Linked DNA regions of Mus musculus: regions 2, 3 and 4 are each linked to region 1. A link is a contact called in public Hi-C and promoter capture Hi-C data. All regions are on one chromosome and are shown on one strand. The core of a region is the stretch at or near the end of the contact, and the rest is flanking DNA. Distances in the headings are between cores, read along the strand shown.

What was found. Promoter capture Hi-C pulls out the DNA fragments that hold promoters and counts their contacts. A called contact is a pair of places that touch in the nucleus more often than the background predicts.
Region 2: a contact with region 1 is called in a promoter capture Hi-C map of pre-B cells, with 7 times the contacts expected there. The contact joins the promoter of Ublcp1 here to the enhancer-like site in region 1. A contact is called at or near these places in 1 of 39 promoter capture datasets (pre-B cells), 2 of 484 Hi-C or Micro-C datasets (double positive thymocytes and large pre-B cells) and 2 of 9 other capture datasets (adipose tissue and liver).
Region 3: a promoter capture Hi-C map of pre-B cells shows a contact between it and region 1, with 5 times the contacts expected there. The contact joins the promoter of Rnf145 here to the enhancer-like site in region 1. A contact is called at or near these places in 3 of 39 promoter capture datasets (the 3T3-L1 cell line, liver and pre-B cells) and 1 of 9 other capture datasets (liver).
Region 4: a Hi-C map of B cells shows a contact between it and region 1, with 1.8 times the contacts expected there. The contact joins two enhancer-like sites. A contact is called at or near these places in 4 of 484 Hi-C or Micro-C datasets (B cells, centroblasts, psoas muscle and 1 more), 9 of 115 datasets of contacts at active chromatin or transcription factors (the 230-238 cell line, embryonic basal ganglia, embryonic forebrain and 6 more) and 1 of 9 other capture datasets (embryonic tail).

Annotation. Positions count from the first base shown.
Region 1 is chr11:44,890,641-44,895,470 of GRCm38.p6, forward strand. The region is part of intron 8 of Ebf1 (early B cell factor 1); the gene reads left to right. Among named protein-coding and RNA genes, the nearest start is that of Gm51859, 200 kb to the right of the region's middle. Within about 2 kb of position 2,466, at least 71 of the 459 cell types and tissues checked have an H3K27ac peak or open chromatin away from gene starts, as enhancers often do. A contact at or near this core is called in B cells, centroblasts, double positive thymocytes and 1 more, where this site is marked.
Region 2 is chr11:44,468,222-44,473,051 of GRCm38.p6, forward strand. Ublcp1 (ubiquitin-like domain containing CTD phosphatase 1) reads right to left here and starts at 2,327. Exons shown (of 11, transcript NM_024475.5): 1 at 2,207-2,327.
Region 3 is chr11:44,516,646-44,521,475 of GRCm38.p6, forward strand. It overlaps Rnf145 (ring finger protein 145), which reads left to right and starts at 2,311. Exons shown (of 11, transcript NM_028862.4): 1 at 2,311-2,629.
Region 4 is chr11:44,630,876-44,635,705 of GRCm38.p6, forward strand. It overlaps Ebf1 (early B cell factor 1), which reads left to right. Exons shown (of 16, transcript NM_007897.3): 5 at 1,876-1,949. Among named protein-coding and RNA genes, the nearest start is that of Ebf1, 15 kb to the left of the region's middle. Within about 2 kb of position 2,251, at least 11 of the 459 cell types and tissues checked have an H3K27ac peak or open chromatin away from gene starts, as enhancers often do. A contact at or near this core is called in B cells and centroblasts, where this site is marked.

The sequences.
Region 1 (4,830 bases), core at 1,216-3,715:
TGTGTGTGTGTGTGTGTGTGTGTGAGAGAGAGAGAGAGACAGAGAGAGAGACAGAGAGAGAGAGAGAGAGAGAGAGAGAGAGAGAGAGAGATGTGTGTGTGTGTGTGTGTGTGTGTGTGTGCTTGCTCTCACACACACACATTGTGCATGTGTGCAGGCCTCCAGGACAGTCAGAAGAGGGCATCAGCATCTTTGGAACAGGCTGTGTAGGTAGCAGTGAGCCTCCTGATGAGTGCTGGGAACTGAACAGGAGTGCATCTGCTCTTAACTACAGAGCCACGTCTCCGGACGTTGATCTGTTTTCTATAACACTAGCAAGAGCACCAGGAGGTTGGTAACACCTATTTCCCTGCAGAGATGTTCAGAGTCAGCTCTCATTAAGTACCTTGTGGATTATATGGACTCTCTGGCATATATGAGGTGGGGAAAGGAGACCGTGAGAAAACCAAGAGAGCATTAGAAAACGTGTAAGACAACAGCTGTATGATTAGGAAACTCCATGCTAGGAACAATATGGAAAATTGAAGGGCTCAAAGCCTTTCTTATAAAAATGTCTTGGCCTACTGGTCAACTGTGGGAAACTTCCAGCACTCATTATTTGGTTGGATCTAATAAATGAGCGACCGCACTTATTTTAATAAGTTCACTGTGACGTGTTCATTTGAGGAGTGGTGGTGGGGGTCTGTTCTTGTTTTGGCCAGAGATGACAAAACTTTTTTGAAGCTATTTTTTTGTTTGTTTGTTGTTCTGTATTTGATCAATCATGTGTCACAATTCCAATTGTGTTCATTTGTATAGTTCATTGTTCCAAGCCAGGGCCCTCCGTTGCTCTGGCTTTTCATTGGAGACTCCCTCATGTGAGAATTCAAAAGGAATCACGCAGTGGCAATATGGAAATAAACACTTCCATGTCCTGTTCCTAAGCCCCTGTTTATAACGTGGTGTGTCGGAACAGTTAGGCCTGAAGTAAAGATTCATTTGATTTAATTATATGTTTTTTAATGCATGTGTTTCTGTATGTGGGTACGTGAGTTTGGGTGCCTGAGGAGGCCAGAGCTTCAGGCTACTCTGGAGGTGTAGTTACAGGCAGCTGTGAGCTACCAGCTGTGAGTGCAGAGAGCTGAAGTTGAGTCCTCTGCAAGAGCTGTATGTGCTCTACACCACTGTACCATCTCTTCAATCTCTAATTTTTCTCTTTATTTTGTCAGTTTTACTTACGGAAATTTGTTAAGATGGAGCTTTCTCTTGCTTTCATACATGGCTTTGAGGATGGACTAGGAATTCTCTGGCCCTTTGTCCCCTCATCATTAAGTGGAGGTTTGGGATCGCCCTTCAAGCTCTGATGATTCTGTGAGAATGTCTCTGACTTCGTGAGGAACTACAGACACAGCTTTTCGGGGTAGCGACCCAAACACCGAGGTGATAGTTCTGCCGAGTTAAACTCACAGGCTAGCATAGTCAAAATGTCAAGCTTTCAGTTCAGTGAGAGACTGTCTCAAGGGGATATGGCAGAAAGTGAGAGAAAAATACCCAATGGATATTCTGCTTGACCATTCGTATGTAGGGGCATGCATACCTGAACACATACAAACTCACACACCAAGATCTCATTAAGCAGCCTAGGCTGGCTCCAAACTCATAATCCATCTACCTCTGTCCCTGAGTTGCAGGGTACAGGTATATATCCCCATGCATGACTTAAGATATCTTACAATAGCTATATGCCTATCTTAATCCATTAGGGAAAAAAACCACAGCTGTTACTTCAAAACGGTGATCTCATGGACATTAGTGCTTAGGGTAAGATCAAGCTTAGAGAAAGTATTAGATGGTTAAAATAAAAATCACAACTCGATAAAATCAAGTAAGTAATTGCCTACATGGTACTGGAATGTAGCAAAATTATGACTTAAGTTTGAAGCATGCTGTTAGAAAGGCTTTAAAGATAAAAAATAATAATTCATTCAATTTAATAGGAAACATGTAAGGCCCTGGGAAATATTCATTTTTATTTTTTCCCAATAAACCCTGTGTTTTTGTTTGTTGTTTGTCTTTTTTTTTTGTTGTTGTTGGTTGAAAGAAAGCTTTTTAGGTTCATTTTGCCATTAAGGTAGAGTTTCTGTTCTAGAGAAATTCTAAAAATCAAAACCTCTCCTAAGATATTGTCTCTATTTTTATTTTTAAACAAGCAATCTCTGTATGTCAGAAGGCAGAGAAGGACACGAAGCAAGAGCAAGCATCGAGCAGAGTCCGCCCAGGCAGCGCCCGCCCAGGCAGCGCATTATGATAATGTGCACAGAACCAGCTGGACACTGAGTTAAGCTGACACTGTGTTGTCAAGGGCAGCATCACCCATCAATTTCCGAGATAGGATTTGAGTTCAAATGGCAGAGAGAGCAGCAACTCTGTTGAGGCTGATGCGTGGGGGAAGGGTGGGGAAGGCAGGACAGGAACCCAGCACGGCTTAAAGGCAGGAAGTCCTGGTGCCTCCGGAAGCCGGTGGCTGCTACCTTCCGGTGTCTGCTACCTTCCCTTCTAACTTTAAATCTGTCAGAAAGCCCCACCTGGGTCCTTGCATGATTAGAGTCTTCTTCATGGGGTGGGGGTGGGATGGGGTGTGAGGGGGTATGGCTGTGTGTGGGTTACTGATACTAATTTTAACTCCCAAGAGAATGGGGTACCAGCTGCTTGAACCGAGGCCAGCGCAGCCCAGGAAACAGGACTCTACGTGGTCTCTTATCCATGGAGGAAGCACATTGTGGGTATAGCGGCAATCGTTTGTTTTGTTTGTTTCTTGTTCTTTGGAGACAGGGTCTCCCGGAGCCCAGGCTATATAGTCAAAGCTGGCCTTGAACTCCCTGCTCTTCCTGCTCCTACCTCCTAGATGCCACATTCACAGGCATGAGCTGCCCAGCTTTGTAAGAGGTGGTTTGTTAGTGCAGGCTGGAAGGATCCTCAACTTTTACTCCACCCACTTCAGTTCTTTCACAACATCAGACCATCAATGATTGCTCATTTGCTTTCCATTCGGTCGTTTATCTGGTCAACAAATATTTACCGGCTCTCTGCCTACTATATTAGATAAGAGAGGGGCAGAGGAGAGCAAAGCCGGGGCCAGCACTAACATGACGAGGTACACAGCTATGTGTACATACCAATTCATATGCAGGAAACAATGATAATCTCGATGATTTAATTGGCAATGTTGATAAGGGCTGTGAAAGAGAAATACAGGTTGCTAAGAAGGCTTAATACAAGGGACCCAGCAGAGTCTGAGGAGTCGGGAAGCTTCTCATATTTGAATGAGTAGCAGTTAGTGAAGTGAAGACGAAAAAAAGTCAATAGGTTGTTTGACTATTACATTGGGATAGACCATTAGACATTTGAGGGGAGAAGGGTGGTGTAGGTCTAAGAATTGCTTCTGAGAAGTGAACTTAGAAATTTTACATGTGTTAGTGTCTCTCTTTTGGTTGGACAAAGAAGTCCATTGTTTCCTTTCCAATCTTGTGGTGAGTGCTACAGCTCCTGGTCCAATAGATTGCACACTACAGATCTGGGCCTGTGTCTCTAGGGATGCTGATTTTGCTGCTGGTGCATGTGGTCTAGTGATGAGTGTTTTGGGAAAAAAAATATTTTTTTAATGCTCTTAACAGCCAGGGGAGGGCAATGCAGTTATAGAATCCACTTAAAAATAAGGGAAACTGAGGCCAACTGTTAAGGAGTTGGGTGTGGCTAAATGAAGAGTCAAGTTGGTTTCTGCACTCTTTAAACTTCCAAGTTGCTAACACAGTTGCTAACACATGGCTACTGTTCTTTCCCATTGTCAAGTCAAAGCCGCTCTCTCTGCGGAGTGGACTTCAGAAGTAGAGGCTCTTGCTATTTGAGCCCGTAATGTAAAACTTGCTCCAGTTGAAACAAATTGACGACATTACTCAAAGGCAAACTGAAAAGCCAGGTCTATGCTCAATCCCAAGGGTGAGTTACTTGGCTTGAGTAGTGATACATGGGAAGGTGCTTTTCTGGGTTAAGATAAAAACTCTTGGTATCACATCTCGCTATCGGGCACCTCATCTCCAGCTCCCTGGGCCAGTATTGCAACCTGAAATACTCAGTGGGCAGAAATGAAACTTTATAGAAATTGGGTGATCATCACCCTTATCAGATGAATATGACGCCATCCGAAGGATTTTAACAACTTTGTGTGTAGGGAAGGGGGCAGTCTGAGGATCGTAGGGCTTTGTAGCTTCCCTGCCCAATGCAAGTTGGCAGGACAGTGGCACAGCTTTTAAGATCCTTCTGTAGCATATGTGCAGGCCAGTCATAGCAGAAGCGCTGATGTGGGAAGCAGACCAGGGCAGGAAGAGAAAATGAAACACCAAAGTAACACTCTCTACACCATGGGGCACACAAATAGGTCTACATCTACCTAACACATATCTGATCATTAAACATGAAAGCAGAACTCTGCTACTAATAGATTCTTATCCCAATCTGTGCAATTGATCAATAATTTATACATGAACACATGCTCCTCTGTGGCTGGCTTATTTGAGGGTTTTAAGCAGCCAGATCCTAGCTGTTTAAAACCACAACCTTTATCTGCAGTTCTAGTCCAGAATGACTTGGGGGACAGGGACAGGGAGGGGTTCAAATCTGAAATGTCATCATACCAGGCTCTTCTATTGACTGTAAAAATGGTATGATATCTGCCATTGTAAAACATTGAGTGGATAGCACACAGTTTGGCTGTTATTTAGAAGATCATTAAGATGAGCATGTGTGTTATAAAATGAAAAGTTTCTTTCCTCCCTTCCCTGCTTCCTTAAATCT
Region 2 (4,830 bases), core at 1,077-3,576, 420 kb before region 1:
GAGGGAAAACTAGGAAAGGGGAGAACATTTGGAATGTAAATAAAGAACATATCTAATTTTTAAAAAAGAAAAAGAAACAGCTACATAATCTACTCACATGCACAAAACTGGTGTTGGTTCCCTGACTAAATCTCACCACATCCTAAATCCAGTATGTCACAGCTGTCTAACTCAGAGTCCATCTACAGGAGTCAAAGCATCAAACTGTAGGGTTTTTTTTTTTTTAATGCGCTCATACAGATCCAACCACAGAAATGTTACATGGCAGCTGCTATTCTCCCTAACAACTAAACACAGGTTGCTTGTCCCATTAAGCTGTCAACACTTATAACCTCACTTCCTTCATAGGTCAGAGCACTGAGTTCCCGAATCTCAGAGCACTGGCGTTTTTTTGCAGCGCTTTCGCGTGGGTGATGAAGTATTTGATCATGTGATCGTAAGCATCACAACCAATTCTGAGAGAAGGTAAATTTTAATTAACAATCTGCAAAGACTTAATGTAGAAATCTATTACTGTGCTTCGAAAAGCGTACCAAATCCATATTCACATTGGCTTCCCTGTCCGTTTCCCTTTAGAGTCCCACTTAGACCTACTTACTCATATGTTAATGTTCTGCAGAAAACCTGCAAGCATGCTAACTTAGGGCAACGATGCCACGTTAGGCAGAATCTGCCCTAAGAAGTTTTATGACCTTGGCTAAAAAGGCATGTGGGTCAATTTGAAATCTGTAAGACACAGAAACAGGAATGATTGTTCGTAAGAGCTAGGAAGGCTTCTAGCTGTGCTGAGCTGAGCTGAGCTGAGCTGAGCTGAGCTGAGCTAACCGGTGCTTGGACGGGCAGGGTAGTCTGGAGACCATGAGAGTTTTTTGACCAGTGGTTCTCAACCAATACCACTGACTTAAATTTGATGAAGACTTCTTGGAAGTATCATCAGAATAAGGAAAGAGACCTAACAATGTCCACTTTAACCAGTCTTTTTCTACCACCTCTGAGGTGGTAGAGGCTGAGCATGCTACTCCTCTAGGCTCTTCTGTTACCGGCTTTAGAAAAACCTGCCAATGGCATGGGCCCCATGCACTTAACAACAGGCACTACTTCATAAAGAACTTGTGCTACAAATGGTAAAGACAAGTTGTCAAATGCCCCAAGACTCTGGGCATAGAAAAAAAAAAAAGGTTATACAAACCTTTCCAGCTTAAGTTCTTAAAACTTTTTTTAATTTTTGAATCTCATTTCATCACTACTGAGAATCATGCAGGACAAAAAAAGCATGGGCATTTTTATACTTTCTCATACAATGCTAATGGTTTATCACATTTGTCCCCCAAATTGGGGGGTGGGAGTGGGTGGTGATGGCGATCCAACTCAAAGAGGACATTTTTATGGGATATGTAATCAACGTATGTTTATACTGGAGTTCTGCCTAACATCCTGTGTTGGGTTTGCCTAGTCTCTTACCTCTCTAGCCCTCAGCCTTCCAAACCCAGAGATGAGTCAGTTCACATGTATGTGTTTTGATAAGCGCTAACACCTGACAGCATTTGATAAGCCGCGAGGAGCTAGGAGAACGGTAGCAGTGAGGGCTGAGCACGTTAACTATCGCTATCTTAATCTTCACAATCCTGGACTAACAAGCGACCTCACTGTACAGATTAGAAACCTGCAAAATAAGTCACAGCGACTCTCGCCCAACACCGCATCACGAAAAGCAGCCAACGGCGGCAATTTCAAAAGTGACAGTGTGAACTTTTCATCCAGCCCGGCAAGAGTGAGCGTGCGGTGCTGGGCCGCGGGCCCTGGCGCCGGCCCGCAGGAGCCGCGCGGGGTGCAGCCCGGACTGCCCCGGGAGTATCCCAAGACAGGCAGAGTCTCAGAAACAAGCTGCCTCGGACGCCTTCGACAACCCGCGTGAGGGGAGGACAAGACAGACCCTGCAGGAGCGGGGGACGAGGCCCGCGGACGCAGAACATTCTGGGACGTGGGAAGCCTTGGGGTCAGGTGAGAAGGCCGGATGCGAAGGCTGCGGCCACGACCCGCAGTGCGCCGGGACAGGGGCCTCTGGGGGCCAGGCGGGACAGCTGCAGTCCCAGCCCACCCGGACCGCAGCGAGACAAACCACGGGGCGCATGCAGTTCAGTGGCATCCCCCGGCCGCAGCGTCGCCTTCACAGGCAGGCGCGCCGGAGAACCCCGCGTCCTCTCACCTGGAGCGCGGCGGAACCAGCTACAGCGGACGAAAAAGCCGGCCGCAGCGGAACCTAAGGAGACCGGAAGCGAGGGGCGGGACCGGAACCGGCGGGCGGACCGGAAAGTGTGGTTGAGACCGGAAATGTGTTGTAGGGGAGGGGGAAATGCGGCTGCCGCTTGTTTGGTTTCTCCTCCGATGTGACGCCTGCGGAGCCCAGGCCGGCCGAGTGTTTTCCAGACTTTGACCTCTGTGAAAGAGACCCCTCCCGGTTCTTGGTGGCCGCCGCCGGCTGTTCTGCGCATGCTCCGGCCCGGTGGCGACTTTTTTTTTTTTTCCACCAGAGCTGAGCTTTGCGGAGCCCTGTGACTCCTGTGGCAGTGTCGCGTTCCGAATGAAGCCGACCTTTGAGGACTGAAGAGGAGACTTTTCTAGAGACGCAAGGAGCCAGGAATATAATTTGCCCACTCCAGGGGAAAGCCGGCCAAAGTGATCCAAACACTCATGGAACAAATATCCGTGTGACAACGGTGTTCCAGATCTGTGTGTCGGTCGGCTCCACCCACTCGTGCTTGCTTTGCCTCCTTAAATGCAAGGAAAGCTAGTTCTCTTTACAGAAGAATGCCATGCTTTCATAGAAATAAATGCTGCAGCGTTCGAAGTCACTCGGAGAGACCGGAGACTCCGTTTAAATTATAGTTATCCGAGTTTTTCTTCTTAAGCAGCCGCTCTCTTTAGTTCCTGTGAGCTAAAACAGGAAAGGGGCTTTTAAGGGCAGTTACAATTACTTCATTTCTGTGGGATTGACAGCTATGTGAGGAACTGCCTCACCCCCACCCCCCACCCCCTGTGCGTAATGATGAGCGGAGTTCGCAGAAATCAGAGCCAGCAGTTAATCATTTCATAGCAGTTTTCCAATTCATGGGGAAGGGGCAAGGAGTCAGAGTTGCTAGGAACTTATCTTTTCGGAATTTAGAATGGGTGCCTCACATAAAGTGGAGTTTTTCTTAGCTATCAAAGCAGTCTCCATTTGAACCCCTGGAGGCGGCTCTTGCCTGTAATCCCAGCTGAGGCAGTAGGATAGTGCATAAATTTGAAGCCAGCCTGGGCATAGGGAATTCTAGTTCCAGCCCTGGGATACAGACTGAAACTCTGACTCAGACAGAAGAAAGCCTCAACGGGACCTAACCCTTCTCATCCATTCAAGAAATTCCCAGTGTTACTTGTTATGCAAAAGAAAAAAGAAAAGAAAGACCTAAAAAGTAACTTGAAGAATGTTTACATCATCAGCCCCTAGATAAGTATATCTGATACTTTTTAAAACTTCAAATTCAATCTTAGAGACCCATAAGAGGCGTGGCCACCTCTTGACAGTTGTTCTCAGACTTCCTGTGCCTTGGTACAAACAGACCCACAGAAAAATTAATGTAATTGGAGGGAGGGGGAAAACATGGTTTCTCTATGTATAGCTCAGGCTTGCCTGGAACTCACAAAGATCCACCTGCCCAAGTGCTAGAATCAAAGGCATGCACCAGCATGTATGGCTAAATTAATGTCATTTTAAAATTATAAAAACACAAATCCAAAACGTTTTCTTAAACCAGTTTCTTCCAGAAGGGGAGAGTAAAAAGGTAATATTGGTTCCATGTGTGTCTTTCCTTTTAGTCGATAGAGCTGTACCTGCTTGGGTTTGTTTTGGTTTTTTCATTTCTTGGGCTTGTTAGAAATAAAGCAACTAAATTTTGTGTCTTAGCAATTTTTTAAAAGACTTGTTTTTCAATGAGTATGAGTATTTTGCCTTTGGAACTGGACTTAAAGATAGTTCCGGTTCTCATATGAGTGATAGGAACCAAACCCAGGTCCTCTGCAAGAGTCATGGCTCCAGTCCCAACTTGAGGGTTCTTTAGTTAAGAGGTTTGGGGTTTTCTGTTTTGTTTTGGTTTTTGGTTTTTTTCCTGTACTTAATGAGAATATCTACTCATTCAAAACAAATCCCTTGCTTTCTTCAAAAAAGAAAAGACTTTCTACAAAACCCACACGGAAGTTTAACAACACAGTCAAAACGACCATCAAAAAGCAAGAAACTAATCTCAAAATGAATATGCTTTTTCACCTGGATCATTCATCCACTTGCTGCTTGGCAAGGCCAGTTTCTATTTTCACCACCACAATCAGTACATTTGTTTATCATTAAGGTCAACTATGTTTTGGTTTGCTTTGTTTTCTGGAAGTGAGCATCAAACCCAGGACTTTGCATATGCTAAACCAGTGCTCTACCAAGTACATCTCTATAGCTTTGTGTCCCTGTGTTGCCCTCCTGGCCGGAAACTCTTCATTCTCTTGCCTTGGTCTCCCTATTTCCTGGTTTACAAGCATACACCAACATGCCAGGCTATCTCATTTCTATTTAGCTCAACCTTCATGAAATGAAAAATACAATTAAAAAACAATTGGAGGGCAAGTTAGGTGGCTCAGGGATACAGGAGGTTGCCCTCAACCCTAACCACTTCAATTCCATCCCCGTGGCCCACAAGGTGAAGAGAATCAAACCTTGCAAATCCTCTGACCTCCACTCCTGTGTGGGGAAGTGTGTATGTTCTCACACATCACAAAATAAATAACATTTAAATTTTTAAAAAGAAA
Region 3 (4,830 bases), core at 1,061-3,560, 370 kb before region 1:
CAAGGTTCCTGCAGTAACCCTTTCATTACCAGAGCAATTTTCTTCACACATTGTTTTGAACTTCAGCATTTACAAGCCACTCCTGTGAAACTCAAAGGTAAAAGGACACATGATTTGTTCTTGCTTTGACATGTCCAGTGTACTTATGGTGGAGTGCTTAAGCTTTGAAGCCATTTTCTTTCTCCTTTAAAAAGACATAGAATGGCAAAGGGCAGAGGTGACCCCCCCCCCTTCCACTAAGGCAAAGCATGAATCTAATGAAACTTTTAAATATTGTCAAAACTCTGAAATTTACCTGAGGACAAAGGCAACCAATTCAAGTTTAGTGTTATATGCATTTTGAATTCTTTATTCTGTGTTTCTGGCCACATATTTTCCTGCCTTAGCCAGCAGTGAAACTTTGAGAGTAAAAGCCAAGGAAAGCTGTTGCTAGCATAGGCAGCTTCCTATTGCAACCATCAGCCAGTGAGGATTTTTACCTAGGAGGCTACATACAGAAGAGACTCATGAAACCACTGCTCTGTGATGTGACAGGTTTAATGGTTATTCCAAGGTGGCCTAAGGGATCCAAACAAAAGTGGCTATAACGAGTTATGAACAGAACCCCCAGAAACATTTAAACCCTGCTATGAAGCTAGTAGGTGACAGTTACCGATAATCATCAATTTGACAAAATTAGTCACATGGGACCATGGCTCCTGAGGACATTCTCTTGATTAGTGTGATGCCATTCCTTGGATAGGGCATCCTGCACTGCTTACGAGTGAGGAACATGAGGCAGTGAGCAGTGACATGCATGCATTCACATCACTCTCTGCTTCTAGACTCTGGGTGAAGTGACCAGCTGTTTCAAGTTCCTGATGCCTTAACCTGCCCCACGAGGGACTGTGCGTTAAACAGTGAGCTGAAACACACCCATTCTCCATAAATTCTGTCCAAGTTTTATCACAGTCACAGAAAATGGGAGGGAGATATGCTACTGTGAACTTTAGTGATGGCTTTGGCTACATATTACTTATTTTACATCTATGAATGTTTTGTCTGCAGATATGTCTGAGCACCACATGTTTGTAGTGTCCATGGAGGCCAGAAGAGGGCGTCAGATCCTCTGGGACTCGAGTTACCAGCTACACCTGGGTGCTGAGAATTGAACCTGGGGGTGGGGTGTTCTCTAGAAGAACAAAAAGGGCTCTTAAGAGCTAAGCCATCTCTCCTGCTCTGATGACCTTGTATATGTAGAGGTTGTGTTTACAGTTTTATAGCAGGGGAGACCCAGAGGTTCAGAATCGTGGGTGTATGTGTCTCATAAGCAGTGGACAAGGACACATAAACATCAAAGAATACTCATTTTGTCTTGTACAGATTGTAAGGTGGAGGCTCTTGGCAAGTTTCCGAATGAGCCAGAATGGTTGCAATGCCTTACAAATCACTTGGTGTTCATCTTCTGTTACCTAGGCACTGCCTAATGAAAGGCCACACTAGTTTCTAGTGGCAACTGATTCTCAAGGGACTAAACTAAAAGCAAGGAACAACAGAGCAAATGGCAGAAGGTAATAGCGAGGCAATGGTAATACAGATGAACGTAGTAATAGATCCCTGCAAAGATCAGCTTAAGTCCTCAGCAAGCTTATATACTATATAGACACAGATCCTGCTCTAAAAGCTTCTACATTTATAATACGGCAAGAATGTGCCATAGTATTAGGAGACTAGAGCAGAACAAAAGGGTTTCAGGGAAAGGGTGTGTGCACACTAATGTGGTTTGAACCTTGAACCAAAAGAAATGGCAAACCTATTTACACCTTTTATTTTCATACAGTAGTTAATCATTTGCACCAAACGAAGGAGCCGGAATACAGTCCCAGGGAGCAATTCCAAACCATTCACTCATCCAGCATTTTACTCTTCGTCGTCCCTGATGCCTTAGAGACGAGTCTTAGTCTAGTCAAGGAGAGAGTTAAAAATTGCTCTGGGTTTGCACGCGGCAGGGACCAGCCTTTCACATTGTCCCACGTGGTCCCAGCAGGTGAGTGTAGGTGTGGGCGCGTGCGGCTCGTGGTGTCTGCGGAGTGAGCGCGAACACGTGTCAGAATGGCTGGGGTCACAGTGCATGTCCCGGTGTCGCCTCACCCTTCCTTGGAATAGTCTGCCGGACCAGCACCAAAGAGAAGCCGGCGTTTCGGGCCCACTCAACGGAGGCGGTGCGGGAAGATCCCGCCGTGCGCGATTGTGAGTGAGCGTGGGCGCACGGGGGCCGGGCGATGGCGAGCTCGCGCGCAGGCGCAGAGCGCGCGAGCCGGCGGTCGCCGCAGAGCGCGGGGGGCGGAGCCGGAGCGCGGGGACCAGGCCATGGCGGCCGCCGGGCGCTGGTGCCGGCGCTCGGCCCGGGAGCGCCTTTGTCGCCGCGGAGGATGGTGACCTCACGGTTCGGGCCGCTTCCGCTGCCTCCGCCTCCCGAGACGCCGCAGCCGAGGCCGGACGCGGGAGAGCCGCCGCTGTGAGCCGCGCAAACCGGGCCCCCCGCCGTCGGAACCGAAGATCTCACCGGAGGGGCGGGAATCGGAGCCGGGCAGCAGCGGACACCGCCATCCCCAGTGCCGCCCCGCAGGCAGGGAGGCTGCGGCTCCAGGTGACTGCGGTCAGCCGGGAGCATCCCGCAGGCCTGCTGCCCACTGCGCCTCCCCTCCCCTCCCCCACCCTCGCTCCTCCCCGCCGCGCCCCCTCCTTCTCCGGCTCTTGGCCCCGGCCTGGTCCCCCTCCGCACCGCGCCCTCCCGCCCACCCCTGAGCAGCGATCAGTCTCCTGCGACCTCCTCGCAGAGCCTCATACTCGTTCCCGGGGCCTCGGCTGCCTCCTCACCACCTTCCATCCTTCTTTCCTCCCGCGCCTGGAGAGGGAGAGAACCCTCACATTCCTGAGATGCCCTCATTGGGGCTCACCCCTCTCTGCTCTCCTGTACCCCGGTTGCAAGGCCTTTCCCGGTCTCTCTGGCAGAGGTGTCCAGTCCGGGCTCCTTTGCTCAGGTTTGCATTTCTAACTTTTCGTCTTTTGCGTTTCTGTTCACTCTTTTTGCTTTCAAGCTTCTTCCCTCTTCCCTGGCGTCTCCTCACCTCGCAGCCCCTTAACTCAGCCTAACCATGTGCAGGCGGTGCAGGTTGCGGGTTTCAGAAAGACCTGCCAAGCCCAAAGAATAGGGGGACCCCTGGCTTAGTGTGCAGTGCGCCTCTCTTCAGTCACGAGCAGCTCATCTCTCTCTTACTGTGTTCCTTTTCCCGCTCGCCATCCCTGGGTTCGCCCTCTCCAGTTCTGCTTTCCCACCCTAGGACCTTTGTGGAATGAACCCCCTATTCTATCTAAGGGTTAGGAACTTGACTCATATAAGCGCGCCTTATGAGGCGCGGTAGAGCCAGCACCCTTGGCGAGGCAGGGAGCACCCGGGCTTCTCTTCCTGGCAGAGTTTCTGCTCCACGTAATCCCCTAGCCTTGGGGCTGCTGCGTCCGTGCCGCGCTGCTGTGCTGTGCTCGCTGCCTGCTTGCGGCGAGCTGGCTTGGGGTTACTACAGTTCAAATGTATCTGAGCAAAGCAGGCGGGGTTGGGGGAGGTGCGGGGAGAGAGTGAGATGGGGCGGGGGAAGGGGCCTTTGCAGTGGGAAGGCATCAAAGATTAATGGATGGCTTTGCATCTCTGTCTGCAGTAAACAGGAAACTAGTCTGAAAGGAAGGGGTGTGTGTGTGTGTCTGTCTTTATTTTATAAAATACCGAGTGTGCAGTTTTGTGAATCTTGAACCAGACCCAAAAGGATGAGCTGCCGGTGCTGCAGTCGTGACCTAGGCTGAGCGTCCAATGGCAGAGGTAGCGTTGTTTTCCTTCTCTGTGTCGGGCCCTTAGGTTGGACGATGGCTCTTTCACTGGAGGGTGGACTCTTATCTGTGGATGTGGTTTCGGAGATGATGAGGAATCACAGGATTGCTAGTAGTTTCTGTGGAAACCAAGTCCCTACAAAGTTAGCTAGCAACACAGTGGGAGTGGGGAGGATTAGCTATATTTAAAACGTGTGCCAGCGCTTATGTAAGGAAGTTCTCTTTCCTGGTCTCCTTTCTGGGCGGAGTTACTTTCGGATTTTAGGGTCCAGCTTCGCCCTCTCGTTTTTGTTTTTGTTTTTTTGTTTTTTGTTTTGTTTGTTTATTTTTTTTAAGGTCTCAGCATCCCAATGGATAGACAGCCTCCTTGTCCCCCATTTGCTTAGATTCAGTTTTAGTTGATTTAGAATTTGTTTGAATTGCTGGGAGCAGAGAAGGAAGGTTGATGGTGATGGTTTTGTTTGTAACTTTCAGCCCTAAATTATCTGTTATCAATTTAAGTCATCTTATTTTTGCTTTGTCTTTTTTAAAAAGGTAGTTAAGGAGTTGTGGGATTCCTTTTTTTTTTAATACCACATTTTTTTTTTTTTAAAGATAGTTTTCCAACGGAGCCCAGCAGTTACATTTTTCTTACTGTTGAAGTTTCTTTGTCTGATTTCTCCCTATTCAAAACTAAACTTTGGTAGTTTTAGGACAATGCAGAGTGAGGATCTGTGTTTCCTAACCCTCAAGCCCTATAATAAACTGCACATTATACAAGACGTTGTTTCCATGTCTTGGAAAGGCATTTATTGAAACAGCCAGGGTTTGGGGTTTTGGTGAGCATTTATTGAGTCTTTCCGTTTCTGGGAAGAAACATTTTCTGTTTCTGGAAAGAAAGTTTACTGTTTCTGGGACAAAACTTTTCATTTACTTAGCTGCTGGGCTGTCTAACATGGGTTTGAGTCACCTTTAGTTTACGTGGCTTGC
Region 4 (4,830 bases), core at 1,001-3,500, 260 kb before region 1:
TGTTCCTAAACCTGTGGATAAGGAGAACCTGGTTCGGAGGGAATTCAGCATCGCTCTGTGCTGTTGTCCCACCTTGAAGTCTAAGACTTTCATATGAGCTGGAGAACCAGAATAGAACCCAAACGGAAGGATATTCTACAAAGTAACTGTCCTGTATTTGCAACAATGTCAATGCCATGAACCACAACGACTGGAGGATATTCGGAATGAAAGGAGACATGACAGCTGAGCGCGGTGATTAGCACAGGATTTTCTTTCGCTGTAAAGGACATTATTAGGTAATTGGTAAATCTCAATAAGGTCTGGAGATTAGATTATTCTATTGTATCAATGCTAATTTTCTGATTTAGATAATTGTGCTGCGATTATGCATGAAAAAGCCTTGTTTTCAGGAAATGCATGCAGAGATATTGAGGATAAATCTGCAATTTGCTAAAAAGTGATTTAGGGGGAAAAAGAAAAATAGGAAGCAAATTTAGTAAAATGCAGGCGTTTGAGGAATCTGGGCAATGAATATCCATCCTGGGCCTCTAAGCATGTTCTTTCAACCGTTTTAGAAGTCTACAGTTGAAGTAAAAACAATTTATTTATTTTTAAAATACAAGGTTATGATGAGCTAGCCATAAAAGGTAGGTAGTTTTGATAGACCAATGTTAGGGATGTGTGCTTTTCTTTTTTTCCTTCATTTTAATTTGTTGTAAAGTTAGCTTTGCTCTGTGTCTAGATACTGTAAACTGTAATCAGGTCATGACCCAGGGATCTGTCTACACTGGGTCTTAAGTCACGGTGGTTCTGTCTCCAAGTTCAAAACCATGGTGCATGAGAATGACCAGTTAGGCACAGAAGTCCTTTTATGAACCACATAATAATAAGAATAACCTCTGGTTAATTTAAATAGTTTTTGTCACTAAGAAACTGAGGGTTCTGTGAATGTGTGAAAGTAATTTTATTAACAATTTGAAGCTGTGTTATATTAGTATTATGCAGTGATACAGTGTTAAGTGAGTTAAATGTATGCTGATGCAGAAGCCCAGTCTACCAATAGCGTTGTGTGTCTCTTTGGCTGGGACAGTGACCTGTAGGTCCATGAGCAAGCTTGAGGTTTTGGGGAACTTGGTGGGTGTCCCAAAGCAAAATGTGATTGTGTTGCAAAAAGGAAAAGAGAGCAAAGCGCCCGTGGCTGGCGGTTGAGGGAATCCAGATTTTGAGAGTGAGATGTAATTCTCTGCTTAAGGAGCTGACTCTGTGATTTCACCCCCCCACACAGCATATGCTGGCAAGGGTTCCCTTCTGGGCGGGTGTACACCCTGCAAAAGCGCTTGCTCTCAGCCTCTCGGTAGGAAGAGGGGGTTTCCCCTGATGGAATCGCTTCAGAAATGACTTTGACGATGCATAGACATCCAGCTTTCCCCATACCCATTTCCTGCTACTTTCCAGTAGAACACGCTGGGAGCAGTGCGGAAGCAAATGTACGTGGCTGGCCGATCAAACGCACATGGCCTCTCTCCATTTGAAATACAAAATATTGCAACCTCTTCAGCCTTCTGGATCTCCCCTCTTTATTGATTAGACTTATTTTTATTCTGTATTGAAAAGAGAATTATGGTTGTCTTGACAACAGATGCCTATCACATGCTTTGGTCCAAAGATGTGCATAATGAGGTGGCTGATAGGGCAGAGAGGATCAGATCCCATTCCACTCAATTTGGGCTGATCCTGACCAATGTGTCCTGAAATAATCAGCCCAGTGAGGCTTTTTGCTCCTAAAAGTTAATTGGCCCCCAGCAGGGGCGAGGCAGTGAAGAACGGGATTGTTATACATAACCCTCTGCTACTTGTTTCTATTTTTAGCTAAAAACATGCCTTTACTTTCAGGCCATAGTGTATGAAGGCCAAGACAAGAACCCTGAAATGTGCCGAGTATTGCTCACACACGAGATCATGTGCAGGTAAGAAATTTCCTCTCTCTTTCTCTCTCTGAAGTAAAGATGAATTTGGATCTCAAGTCTAGGTGAAATCAGTTCCATTGGGGGGTGGGGAATATGTTTATTTTGCGTTTGGTAAATGGTCTGGAAGAATTATCAGACACATTTGGTAATTTGGTCAAGGATCATGTCGGTTCTCAGTTGTTTATTACATTTCATCTTGGGAGACATTAGTTTGCGTTTTTTGGTACCTCACTGTTCATGGCCACAGAGCAGCAACCTCCCTCTTCCTTCGCAGTGGAGTGACATAGAGTATAATTTCCTTTTTGGTGACATTTGCACTCATCTGCATGCTTAGTAAAATATGAGTTCTCTTGAAGTCAGCAGAGGCTTCTGTTGGGGGCAACTTGAAAGTCATACTTCCTCCTTTGAGTTCTGCTTACTATAACACCCCATACCTGAGCCTAAACTCATCTCTGTCTCTTTCTGTCTCTGTCTCTCTCTGTCTCTTCTTTTCTCCTGTAGATGGTCTTTTAGTAATCCTGTTCATATCTGAGCATGAAGCTAATATTTCTTGGGGGTGGTTTGCTTTGGGGTTTTGGGGGAAGGAAAATGAAAAGGAGACCACAAAAGGTCTAATAATTCATGTTCCTCACAGATGAATCTCTTTCTGCTGTGATCATGCTGAAGTGTCATCTGAGACCACAGTGCCCCTTGGTGGCCTCAGCCAGGCCTATGCAGCAGAGGGATAAGGGCAGCCTTTTAACTTACACTCTTATTCCTTGTAAAATAACCCAGCATTTTGCTCTCAACATCTCCCAAGTAATTAGATAAAGCAGGGAGATGCCACACTTGACATCAGAGGAGAGTTCCTAATTGCTTTGTTAGCTGAGCAGCCTCTCTCTGGCACAATGTGTGTTTGGCTGGTGAATGTCACTGACCAGTCTACATGGGTCTTCAGCTGCCTTCTCAGCATGGGAAGCCCTTACCGGCCACTCATGGACTCTTGGGGCAAACAATCTTACAACTCTACAGGTGGAAAAAGACTCAAAAGTGTGTTGTGTTTTCCGAGTGACATCCCAAACATTAACATTTGTATCTATAAAAATTCTGCTTTTTTTCTTTTTAGAAATACTTCTGATTTATAGTTCTAAGATATATAAGCGCTTCACACATTTTCACTTCAGTGATTTATAAAACCTGTTAATTATTCTAAAAACCAGGTTGTTTTTTTTTTTCCTCCAGACTTAAGACAGTAGTGGAACACTCCTAAACAGGGTGGAATTTCTTCATCAGTAGAACGAGTTAGTTTTACCCTGTGTGTATGACCTGGATATAATCTGGCTGAGTGGCACCTTTTTAGAAGGAAAGGAGCAAGCCCCGGTTTAAAAAATGTAACCTAAGTAAATCGTAACCTCGTCTGTGTTACTGTTCCCCCAACCACAGCTCTATCATTTTAGCCTTCTACAATTAACACGCCATTAGACTGCCCTCTCCATGTAGAGCTGCGTGTGGCTGTAGCAGAACAGGAAACAGGAAGATGGATTTCAGGAACAGGCCAAGCACTAGCTATACATCATCGATTTGCATTTCGTATCTGCATATGTTTGGATTATGCTGGAGAGAATTCTATTCCTGAACTACTTAGAGATATATTATGCCTCTCATGCGCAGGGCCCCCCTCTATTAATGCAGTTTATATTTTCCTTGTTTTTAAAATTCATTGGTCCAAAGTGCTTTATTATGCTGGTTGGTGTGCTTTACTGCTCGCGTTCTCTCTATTTTTCAGAAACATAAAAATAGCAAAAAATAAAATTCTCAAGCCATGGAAGGCAAATGACGCTGTTTGTACCGAGTGGCTAAGAGGGAAAGCCATATTCCAAATGTCATCTTGCTAATGTTACAGATTACTGCTCTCTCCGGCTGCCTATAGATGTGGAAGGGGTACTGTTTGTTTACAGGCTACCATGACCCCATTACACAAACCTGTCATCTATTGTGTGGCTAACAGTCTTTTAAATTGCAAATCTGATGCTCTTTAGGGGGCTTTAGGAAAAAAAAATTCTCACTTTCCATACCATCCTATTTCTCTTGATTTCTTGCCTGTTGTAAGTGGAAGTTGGGATGTGCTGAATTTGCACCAGGGGTGCAAATGCAGCCTCAATTATAAGCATAAAATTAGAATCTGTTCACCATTAATCAGCCTGGCTAATTGCTATGCACCACCATTAGCCATATGGTGTGAAAGACAGCTTGCTCTCCCCAAGATAAAATTTCTTCATTGCAGACATGAAATAGTGAAGGCCCTGGATTTTAAAATAGCTTGTTTTAGATATTTAATTTCTAAACAACTTTCTGCAGTGCTTTCTGTCAAAGCTAACGGCACAATAAAACTTTGCGTTGATGTCACAAAAGCTGTATGTTTATAGTACACTGGCTATGATGAAGGAGACAGAATTTCGATCCACAAGAAAGGGCTTGGTGCGTTCTGTTCATTACAGGCAAATGGAAGGGAAAAGGAAACGATAAGCAAGGGACAGTCCTGTCTCAGGTGCTGTAAATTAAGAAGAAGGGGGAGGAGAAGGAGAGAGAGAGAAAAAAAACATTGTGTTTTGTGGAGAAGGTGACCCCATTGTGTGACATGGCTAAAGAAATTACCATCATTAGTTTATAATTGTTGACACTGAGAGAAAAACTCTCTTTGATTTGAAGATGCAGAGCACTTCTGCCTTTGGTGACTTAGAATATCACACCAGTCATTTATGGTTGTGAAGTTCTACAGATAATATGGCTCTATGAATCCTTTCATTTATTTTTTTAAGAGTGGGATTCTATAAGGGGTTTGCTTATATGAGTACCCTAACTTCTGTGTTTCAATGCAAATGAAAACTGGGGACTCAGCTTA